Linked DNA regions of Rattus norvegicus: region 2 is linked to region 1. A link is a contact called in public HiChIP or PLAC-seq data. All regions are on one chromosome and are shown on one strand. The core of a region is the stretch at or near the end of the contact, and the rest is flanking DNA. Distances in the headings are between cores, read along the strand shown. Region 1 holds the start of Aak1 (AP2 associated kinase 1). Region 2 overlaps Aak1 (AP2 associated kinase 1).

Evidence for each region. HiChIP or PLAC-seq counts read pairs in DNA pulled down with a chosen protein or histone mark.
Region 2: a contact with region 1 is called in an H3K27ac HiChIP or PLAC-seq map of oligodendrocytes, with 3 times the contacts expected there. The contact joins the enhancer-like site here to the promoter of Aak1 in region 1. A contact is called at or near these places in 8 of 12 Hi-C or Micro-C datasets (the A7r5 cell line, the Rat2 cell line, Schwann cells and 4 more) and 1 of 1 datasets of contacts at active chromatin or transcription factors (oligodendrocytes).

What each region holds. Positions count from the first base shown.
Region 1 is chr4:120,855,710-120,860,978 of GRCr8, forward strand. It overlaps Aak1 (AP2 associated kinase 1), which reads left to right and starts at 2,858. Exons shown (of 21, transcript NM_001173450.1): 1 at 2,858-3,556. The coding sequence starts at 3,394. It overlaps LOC134486605 (a long non-coding RNA gene), which reads right to left and starts at 2,596. Exons shown (of 2, transcript XR_010065856.1): 1 at 2,466-2,596.
Region 2 is chr4:120,920,975-120,926,243 of GRCr8, forward strand. All of the region lies in intron 1 of Aak1 (AP2 associated kinase 1), which reads left to right. Among named protein-coding and RNA genes, the nearest start is that of Aak1, 65 kb to the left of the region's middle. Within about 2 kb of position 3,002, at least 16 of the 93 cell types and tissues checked have an H3K27ac peak or open chromatin away from gene starts, as enhancers often do. A contact at or near this core is called in the A7r5 cell line, where this site is marked.

The DNA.
Region 1 (5,269 bases), core at 1,608-4,107:
CAGACAACACCAATTGTGAGGACTGAACAAGATACTGTGCTAAGTGTTTAGACAGAAACCGACACATGGTTGCAGAGCAAATGTCAGTTTCCTTTAAGCAGGACATAACCAGTGCCTCCCAGAGCCATTTCAAGCTCACCTGATCCATCTTCCCACCTCAGATTGCTCTTTTCTGGTAGCTAAAGGCAATTGTGTAATTCAGATACGTTGGGATTAAGAACCCACTCTACATAAAAGATTGTGTTGGATGTCTAAGGAGGTAAGCAGAAGACAGTTCCTTGACTCTGAGTGATGCAGTGATGAAATGCTAGTCAGGGGCCCAAGGTGTGGTGCGACGCATTGTAGAAAGCGTGTTAAGTTTGCAGATTTAGAATGGCTCATTTGAGGTTATTTTGTCCTCGAGAACTAGTGAGCTCTGGTTTTGTGGTTAATGGGTATCAAGATCTAAGTGTTCTATGGTTAAAGCTGAGGAGAGCCACATAGATTCCTACTCATGCTCAAGGCTTTTTGTCAGTTTCTTCCTCCTAAGTAAACAGTTTTAAGTTTGAGCTCAGAAGCCAAACTGTTTGAGCTTGAATCCTGGTGTTGCTAGCTGGTGCCAGTGCGATTCTGGGCTTATTATCCACCTTGTGCTTCAGTTCTTCACCTTTAAAATGATCTTAAAAATAGTACTGTACTTCATAGGTTGATGTGAGGATTAAATAATATAATCTATATAAAACTAGAAAACCTGAGCTATAATTGCTATTATAATAAACATTAGTCTCTGAAAGGATGGAAAATAGATTTAGTCTCCTATTAGTCACTTAATTATTTTCGCTCAGACTGTAATCAAGCTATACTTTAAAAAAAAATGTGTTCCAGCACTTGGGAGGCAGAGGCAGGCAGTTCTCTGTGAGTTTGAGGCCAGCTTGGTCTATGAAGTTGAGTTCCAGGCCAGCCAATTTACAAAGTATGACAAAGCCTCTCTGTCTCTCTGTCTCTCTGACTCACTCACTCACTCACTCACTCACTCACTCACTCATCAATACATAGGAATGATTGCTACAGTCCCCTTCTGTTAAACAGTGGCTTTTCATTCAGGTTGATTACCTAGTAAATACATATTATTCAATGGGAGCAAGCTGCTCCCGCTGGAAAACTTTGTCTGAAGTGTGGTTTGAGATTTGGGCAAACCTGGTCTGTACCAGAAAAGTGGAGAAAAGTAAAACCTGATAAGGCAACAGGGCTGGATGGATAGAGAAACTAATACATTCTTTAAAAGTCCCTCAAAATGAACAGGTGCTGAGAAAGATGAGGGTCTATCAGCCCAATAAGACTTCCCATCTATTTTAAGATACACATCAAGCTTCTTTAGACAGAAATCAAGCCTTTTAAGGAAGGTGAGGAGAGCACATCCCGTGGGTTGAGTTAAAGGGATGCTCAGCAGGTGCTGAGTCTCACCCTCAAGGTGGCTGCAGGATTGTGTGAACCGAGGTGGCAAGGCTGGCTTCTCTGGAAGGAAAGATGCTATCTCTCTCTGGGGAGTTAGATGACTATGGCACCACATGAAACAAGAAACCGCAGCAGCCACCGCCAGCTCAGCCCAGCTCAACATTCAGATTAGTCAAGAGCCATCTTTTTACTTGCTGGGGGCCACCCTTCTAGATCTTCCTCAAGTGCTTGAAGTAGAAATTCTGGGATGAACTGTAAGAGGGCGTTTGCATAATCAAGAAGTGTGGAAAGCTGGCGGAGGAGAAAAATAACCTATGTCAAAGAAGAGAAAAAACATGTATTTCTTGGGGGGAGGGCGCAGGGAAGGCAAGGATTTGGCACCGCATCAATATCCTCTGTGAGGCAATCTAGGAGCAGAGATCTCAATTCCTTTCCAAAGCTTCAGTATTTGACAGGTGCCAAGCACACAGCCTTGTACTCTATCCTCACCCAAGCGATGCTTAAACCCAGCATCTTCTAGTTTTAAGATTCTGGAAGAGAAAGCAGTAGGTGTGTCTAAAGTTCCCGCCTGAATTTGTCTGGTGAGGACCAGGCAAGTCTGGGTCGGTGGAAAGCCATGGATTGGGGTGGAGCCCAAGGATGGACTGTACCCTGGTCCTTAGATGCTCCGTGTACTGGGTGTCCCGCAGTTCCTTCTTCGATTCTCGGGCTTCTCTGGAGTTTTTATCGTGGTCGGTGGCCGGAAGACACCTGCTTTGTTTCCTTCAGCACTGAGATTCCGCTTGGCTCCCTGCTGGCATCATACCCACTTCTCCCCAGCCCCCAAGCCTTCAGTACCTCAGCTCCCGTGACGTCGGGGAACTCCCAATCCCAACTGGGGCGAGGCAGTTAAGCCGCGTCCTTCAGGTGTCAGTCCGGACTCATGTGAAACCACAATTCCCAGAGTGCCTCGGTCCATGAGGCCAGGCCATAGATAAAATGGCTCCAGTGAGTGGGACGAGCAGCTGGAAAAGTAGTCTCTGGTGACTTACCGGATGTGTTTAAATACCCGAAGCTTCACTTCTGCACCACCTCATTATCACCTCCAGGTCCCGGAGACGGCGTCCGAAAGTGCGCTCGCTCCCGGGGCATCTTGGGAATTGTAGTCCAGATGCCAGATTACACCGAACTACCCTTCCCAGGGTGCTCAGCGGCCGGACTACGGCAACGTTCTCTTCAAGTGTCTCTGTCCCGAGTTCCCCCTTCTCTGGTCCCCTTCTTGCCATCGATTTCTTTTACTCTGTAGTTACGGCTGGTGCACTCGAGACGGCCCTGAGCAGGGGCTGCGCAGCCCTAAGAAGCACTTCCGGTGGCGGGTCACTTCCGGGTGGGTGGTCGGAGCCGACGGGCGCGCGCGCGGGGAGGGGCGGCCTCAGCGCGGCGCTCGGGGATCAGCTGGCGGGCGGGCGCCGAAGCGGCCCCGGCTCTGCGGCAGCGCCGCCTCCTTCGCGTCGCAGGCCGGCGGCCGTGGCCATGTCGCGGGGCTGGTAGCTGGGCTCGCCGCCGAGCGGCCGCTAGTGGGTGTCCGGGGCCCGGGGTGGGGGTCCGGGCAGGGGGCCGGTGCGTTTCCAGGGCTTTCCTGAAGAAAATGCACGCAGCGTTTCCTCTAGATGACGGCCTTTGCTTCCCCTAGGACCCGGCAGTTGGGCTCTGGAGTGTGTTACTGATTCATCCTCTCTCTGCCTCTGTCATCGCAGGTTTAAACTTAAACGATCGCTCCCCGAGGAGGAGGGGACCCGCCGCACGATTGACAGTATATTCCTGCAGGCGCCGTCCCTCAGCCCCCACCCCACGGCCGGATTCCCGTAGCTCTCTGCTCAGGGCTGAAACCGGAGAAGAAATCCTTAGATCTCGTTTCTTTACTACAAATACGAACCTAGAAACCATCGGCATTCTGCCTTGGCGTTTCATATTGGAAAGATGAAGAAGTTTTTCGACTCCAGGCGGGAGCAGGGGAGCTCTGGCCTGGGTTCGGGCTCCAGCGGAGGAGGGGGCAGCAGCTCAGGCCTGGGCAGTGGCTACATCGGGAGGGTCTTCGGCATCGGGAGGCAGCAAGTCACCGTGGACGAGGTCTTGGCAGAAGGTATGTTGGGAAGCTAGTGCGCGGTGAATTAAATTCGTGTGCTGATGTGGCAAGACTCTGGTTTCTAGTTGTATGAATGGGTTTTGACCAACTGACCCTCCCTTCCCTCCTTGCACTTTCCTTGCGAGTCATTGTCCTTGAGAGAATTAAAACTCAGACTAGGAATTGACAGTGCTTGGGGGGCAGTATTGCCCAAATAGTTTACCTCAGTGGCTTTTTATTTGGGGGGGAGGAGGCGCCTGGAGAAATCTCCACCTTTGAATTATTCTAATCCTATGGAAAAACGTATGTGTGAAGAGTAAATGGCATGAAATGCAGGATGGTGGTCTGGCCATTTCCTTGAAACTTTAAATTCTGATGCGGAGGCTGAAGGGTGGGGATGGGGAGTGATCTTAAAGGAGAGAGGGGCTTCTCCCACCCAACTTTCCCATTTCTCTAAGTATCCAAAGAGGATTTTTCTGGGAACGGGAATGCATTTTTTGCTGTTTTGATTAGGTTTGTTTCTTTACCCAACTGCAGTGAGGTCCCCAGGATGTAGCTAAGGTAAAATCATAAGAAGCCAATGAGATTGTTTTGAACTCCTAGGCCTCTTTCCTCCTTTTTAGCTTCTATTAAGAATTACTTAAGATTGGCTCTGGTTTAGTTTTCTCTCAGTTGGAGAGGATGTTGTGTGGTTTCTCCTGGTGTGTGTTCATTTGTCTGTCTGTACTCATGCAGATACATATTTTTATGCCCCAGGCTTTAGAGAAATCTTTTGAGTGTTCCTTTGGTAACCTTAACCTCGACCTTCATAATTATGCCAGACTGATACTTTTCACAGCTCATTGCCTGCTCAGTGTGCTTTTATTTTTAATAAAAGCAGCAATTTCCTTGGCATGAAGCGATTTAAACTAATTGGATAGGGCCAGCCTGCTGTAGGTTGCCTTACAGACTGCCAGAGGTTGGGTATGGGGGAGGCCTCAGTGAAGGCAACATGGTGGGAGGGGATAGTTTCTTAGCTAGAGAATGAGCACTACGAGGCCCCTTGAAAAGGAGGCTTCTGGAAGCTGAGGTTGAAGCAAGGATCCCTACCTACCTGGGCCTCGGAAATGCCTGTCATGGTGAGTGTTGTAGGGTGGTGGACGGGTGGGTGGGAAGAGGCGGAAGCTGTGTTTGACTTAGTTTGTGTAAGTATGGGATTCCGCTAGGCCCAGTTTCTGAGAGTACACTGAAGCTTGTACTTCAGAAGCACAATTTTGAAGAGATATCTGATAATTTCCTTGTGAAATTACTGCTCCCCCCCTTCTTATTCTTAGAATTGCTCCAACTGGACTTATCTGGGCCTGAGTCACAGTCCTTCCTGACTCTTTCCTTGAGGACTCTGGTGCAGGGTGGGAGATGCTGCTCTGTCTGTGCCAGATCTGTACCTTGGAATCTGAGCCGACTCTTACCCTGTAGCCAAAGTCCTTGACTGCAGTGGGTGGAGAGAGAGAGAGAGAGAGAGAGAGAGAGAGAGAGAGAGAGAGAGAGAGAGAGAGATATCAGGAGGATCAGAGCCTAGGAATATATTTTTTTTTTTCAGCTAGGATGTTGTTTTGTCACATGTTACCCTAAGCTTTGCCTATTCTCTGAGTCTTGGAAGAGTGACGGGAAAGAAAAAACACAAAATCGGCCTTTGTTTTCTAGGCTTCCTTGGGATTCATCCTGAGAGCTGCACATTGTGCGTTCTGATAT
Region 2 (5,269 bases), core at 1,752-4,251, 65 kb after region 1:
ACTTCCCCTTACCATTATTTTTAAGGTCTATCATCCATCCATCCATCCATCCATCCATCCATCCATCATCCATCCATCCATCCATCCATCCATCCATCCATCCATCATCCATCCATCATCCATCCATTGTGTGTGTGTGTGTGTGTGTGTGTGTGTGTGTGTGCGCGCCCTGTGTGTATAAGTTCCCAAGGAGGTCAAAGGCACTGGATACCCAGAGCTAGAGTTACAGGTAGTCCGGAGCTTCCTGATAGGGGTCCTGGGAACCAGACTTTGATCCTCTGCAAGAATAGTATGCACTTTTAACAGCTGAGTCATCTTTCTGGCCCTTGAAAAAATTTTTATATGACAATGGTTCCGAGGGTAAAGATGCTTGCTGCCAAGTTTGATGACTTGAGCTCAATCATAGGACCTCCAAGGTAGTAGAAAGGAGCACTTCACTCAAGTTGTCCTCTGTCCAGATGCCATGGCACTGGTAAACAGAAGTAAGTTTTTTAAAACTTTTTATTGATTCTTCGTGAATTTCACATCATGCACCCCAATCCCACTCATCTCCCCATCCCTTCGTATCTGCCTTCTGCCCTTGCAACCCCCTCCCCTCAAAAAAGAAAAAAAAAACAAACTGAAATAAAACAAAACTATCTCACTGTGGAAGCTATAGTGTCTTGGTGTGTCACAGCATGTCCTCTTGCTCAAACAGCTTAACTTGCAAATGTTCGTTGCAGTGTCTCATTGGTGTGGGTCGAGGCCTCTGGCTTCTGCTACACTATCAGTGCTGGATCCTCACCAGGACTCCTAGATATCCTGTAACTGCCCTGTGTCGTGGAGGTCCTGCAGCTTTGAATCTACAGGACTGGCCCAGCCCCTTCCTGGGCTCCAGCCATTCAAAGGATGGGGTGAATGTTGGGGTGGGCCAACTAGAGCACTGAATCTGGGTCTGGGTGGAATCTGAGTTGGTCAGCACACCAGTGCTCCTGTGCCCTGGACACTGGGGCCAACACTCCTCCTCTGTCCTGATGAGGGGTGGGCCAGCTCTCTCGCTTTGTGTCTCAGGGCCTGTTCTCCAGCCTGCTGCAGGTATTTGGTGAGGGTGGCTGAGATGGGGATGGATCTTTCCCATGTCACCTCAAGGCAGACAAGGGGCTGGGCCAGTTTCCCACTCTCACAGCCTCCAGGCCAGCTCACCTGTCTGCCATAGGTGTCGAGGGATGGGAGTATTTTTTTTTTTAAATGAGAAAAATATAAAGATTCTGCTATTGCGTTTAGGAATTTAGACTGTAGCTTAGGGGCTTCATTAATGCTCTTAAGAGAGGGCACTAGATAACTATGCATCTTTGAAAAGAAACTTAAGACTCAATTTCTTCCGGAGGAACAGATATAACAGGAGCCAAGAGAGGAGTGTGAGGGATGGAGCTGAAGCAATTCTAAGGTTAGGGTATACAATGGTCAAACTTAGTGAACCCACTTGATGTGGCTTGACTGTGACTTAGGGTCAGAAAGAGACCTGGTGTTGGCTGCAGTACTGGGTAAAGGGCTCTGTATCACATACCTTTGATGCCATTGCATATCCCATCACCTGGCCACTGGATCCAGATCCACTGGAAGGTGATCTTTCTGGAGCAGCAGTAAATGTGGAAATCTTAGAGAACTTTAAGCAGGGAGTTAAGCTGATATGTTCTAGTATGAGCAGTTGTAACAGAGACAATGCCAGACAGAATTTATTTTTGCAAAGCCCTTAGGAAAATGTTCATAGAATCATGGTGGAGCCAGAGCCCAGAGATCTGCCTTTAAGGGTGGACATGGCTCCTAGCTGCTTTCTAGGCAATTGCCAATGGAATGACTCCTTTCTCTTTTAGCTGAGGATACCTTGGGATTGATCATGGGGCTGAATATTTATTTTTCTTATCTGAAGTGGTTTTTCATTTCCAGTACAAGGTTTTTGTTTTTGTTTCTTTTTTTGTTTGTTTTGTTTGTAGGAAGGATGAGTGTGTCTGTTTCTGTGAGCTATACTGTCAGCTTACTGCCTGGGCAAGAAGGGTGCTGACACCTTTGTCCTATGTTGTCCTTAGGCGCCAGGGTAGGCAGAGAAGTTGTTTCCCTTTATGGGAAACTTTATCATCCTTCCACAAAAAAAGAAAAAAAAAAAGCATTCTTAAGTTTGGCCCTTCTATCCCTTTCTGTATTCTGAGAGACTGGAAAACTGGGAAAAGTGGGTAGAGATCTTGTTGCTGCTGTTTTGATGCGGGAACTTTTACAGTCCGAGGCAGATAGGTTTTATGACAGAGTACATGAGCACTTGCTGTATGGCAGGCACAGGACTGGTGACAGGGTGCCACAGTGAATCGGTCATCATGTCTGTTCTTGGCAGTTTATAGTGAACAGAGGAAGAAGGGATCAAACCAGGAGTCACCCATCTAATCTCCTAAAGGAAAAGATGCTGGACCCAGCAGGGGACTGGGACCAGGGACAGTCAGAGAAGTCTTATTGTTGGTGTTTTGTTTTTGTTTTTGTTGGTTTTTTTTTTTTTTCCGGGGCTGGGGACCGAACCCAGGACCTTGCGCTTCCTAGGTAAGCGCTCTACCACTGAGCCAAATCCCCAACCCCCAGAGAAGTCTTAGTCAAGGAAAGAATTCCCAGAAACTTGAAGGAGAAGTAGGAACTAACCATGCCAAGGGAGAAGCAAGTGCAGAAGGACCTTAGGCAGGCTGAAGTATACACAGTACTGTGGAAGCAGGGAGGATCTGACCGGGAAGAGGGCTATGTGGGTTAAGCACTGGCGGGCTGTAGTGCCTGGCAGAAGCTAGGACATCTCTGAGCCTTCCAGCCTCTGTAGCAGGCAGTGTTTGTTCTAGGAGGACTGAGATGCTAGCGAGGAGTTTCAAATGGATGCATGGCGTTCAGTTTCTGCCCCAGATCACCTAGCTTCAGTGGGAGAGTAGAGTGTGGTTCTTCTGACCAGGAGAAGCAGCTGTGGATTTCAGTGAACAGAGGATGTGACTCAACCAGTGTTTACATCTTCTAGATAGCTGCCTTATGACAGCAGTGCGGTGAAAGTGTAGCCAGGAGGCACAAGGAAGGCCCTCTCTCCATCATACTTAGCTTCTGGCAAGCCAGGCCAGTGTGCTTTGGATCCTCACCCAGAATTCCTTGATTTCTTCCACTCTTTATTTGCTATTTATTTATTTATTTATTTATTTATTTATTTATTTATTTTTATTGTTCCAAACAGGCAGGAACCTTTTGTGAAGGTGGGGTTTGAGGAGGAATTTTTTTTAAACCCCTAAGGGAGCTTCCTGAACTACAGATGTTCCCTGGTCACTGCAGGCCTAGAGAGGAAGAGGCATTTAGTTGCCAGTGATGCCATGGTTCACCTGGGCTGTGGCTTGGTTGGGTTCTGAATGACAGTATTGGCATCTCTGGTCCTGTGCGCACAGCCCTGCTGGGAAGAGGGAATTGAATACCTCAAGTATCCCCATCTGGGTGTTCTTTCTACTGGGGGCGGGAGGCTGCTTTGGTATGTTCCCCAGAAGGACCCAGCACATGGTGATTTCAGTCTGAGGCAAGAGAATGACTTTAGAAAAACAAGCCCAAGTCTCCACTGCAGTCAGTGCAGATACACGAGTCACACCGACCTTTTCTCCTGTGCAGGCTCTGCTGTGTTCTTGCCATCTGCTGAAGCTTTAAAAATTGTCACTCCTTCTGAAACTTCTGCCAAAGTTGTCTTCAGTATGAGTCAAGTGTGGATGGCGTTTGTTAGCTTCTTGGTCATCCCTGTGTGGGCTCAGAAACACTGTGGACAGAACATGAAGTGTGCTTGCCCAGAGGACTCTGCTGCTAAGGGCAGTCAGGGGCGGTTTTTAATGCAGGTCTCTTCCTTCCTACACATTCGGAAGACAAGACGGACACACGGCAGTGTGCAGCTCAGTCTCAGTCGGGAGCCTCACTTGATTAGGGTTTAGGAGACTTTCTCTCCCTCCTTTAAGCCCATTTGTCCCCATACCCCTATTTTATTTTATTATTTTATTTATTTTTGCCTAGCGTCATTTGTAGACACAGGGAAAGAGGAGCTGCTTTGTTTGACTCTAAGAAGGAGGCTGTGTGCATCAAGTCAGCCTTGCCTTCCCATGTCCCCTGTAGAACCATCTGTAATCCAGGGCTTTGAGGACCTCAGCATAAAACCTGTGAACTTGATCTCCATGTCTGCAGATGAGGAAATGGAGGCCAGAGAAAGTCATGGTCCAGAGCCCCCCTTTCATAAGCCCTCATCTGATGCACTTCCACCTCAGCCGGGTTTCTGTCTGACTCAACGACTTTCTCTCATGATTATTTTCTCTTTCTTGGGTAATTCAAGGAGAAGCTGCATCCCATGGAGAACGCTGTCTGAGTTTGCTGTTATTTTGCATTAAGAATGGGCCCCAATGGTTCATTTCTCCTTTTGGAATTCCTTTTCCCTTGACCTTTGTCTTGTTGATCTTAAGCAGGTAAATGTCATTCTCAAGGGTATAGATAGGACTTGGGTTAGAAAAGAAGGTTTCCTTTTACATGCAAAAAAATAAGTTGGTACCATATGTCAGATATTTATTGCCTAGAATTTTGGCCCTGATTAAAAGTAACAGCAAAACCTCTTTGGCAGCAACTCAAAAAACCATGTCTGAAAGTCAGGATGGGTGTCTGTCCAGCTTCTCGTCTCACCCTTCTCATGCCTGCCCAGTCGCACCCAGCACTGCTCAGGTAGCCAGCATGGAGGGCGCTCTGTCTACTTCCCTCCCAGACTCACCTTTCCTTCCTGAGTGCAGTCACTGCCGAAGAACATCCTCAGCTCTGCCGCCCTCCACAATGGAGCATCTGATGAAGGCGCAGCAGAGGCACTGCCTGCTCCACTGCAGCGCTGCGCATGGGGCTGACCCTCGTGATGAGGGCGGGGAGATGTTATCTCTGCTGGCTTTGTGAAGCTTCTTTTGATGTTGTGATCTTTTGCTGATATGAGCACGGAAAGGTTTTGCTCCAAGATTATATATATATAATAAATAATTATATATATAATAAATATATATAATTTTCCCAGCCACGCGGGGAGACTATAATCTATGTCCTGTGCACTTCACTGACCTTACAAACACAGAAGCAGGGCCCTCAGTTCTGACCTAGCTTGTGTCATACTGAGGCCTGTATTACACGTTCTCATTACCAGCAGAGAGCTAGACATTGATGTCTTTATGTATGTGAGGAGTAGAGGTCCTAGTTGTATCATTAATTTCTTTAGCAACTCCTT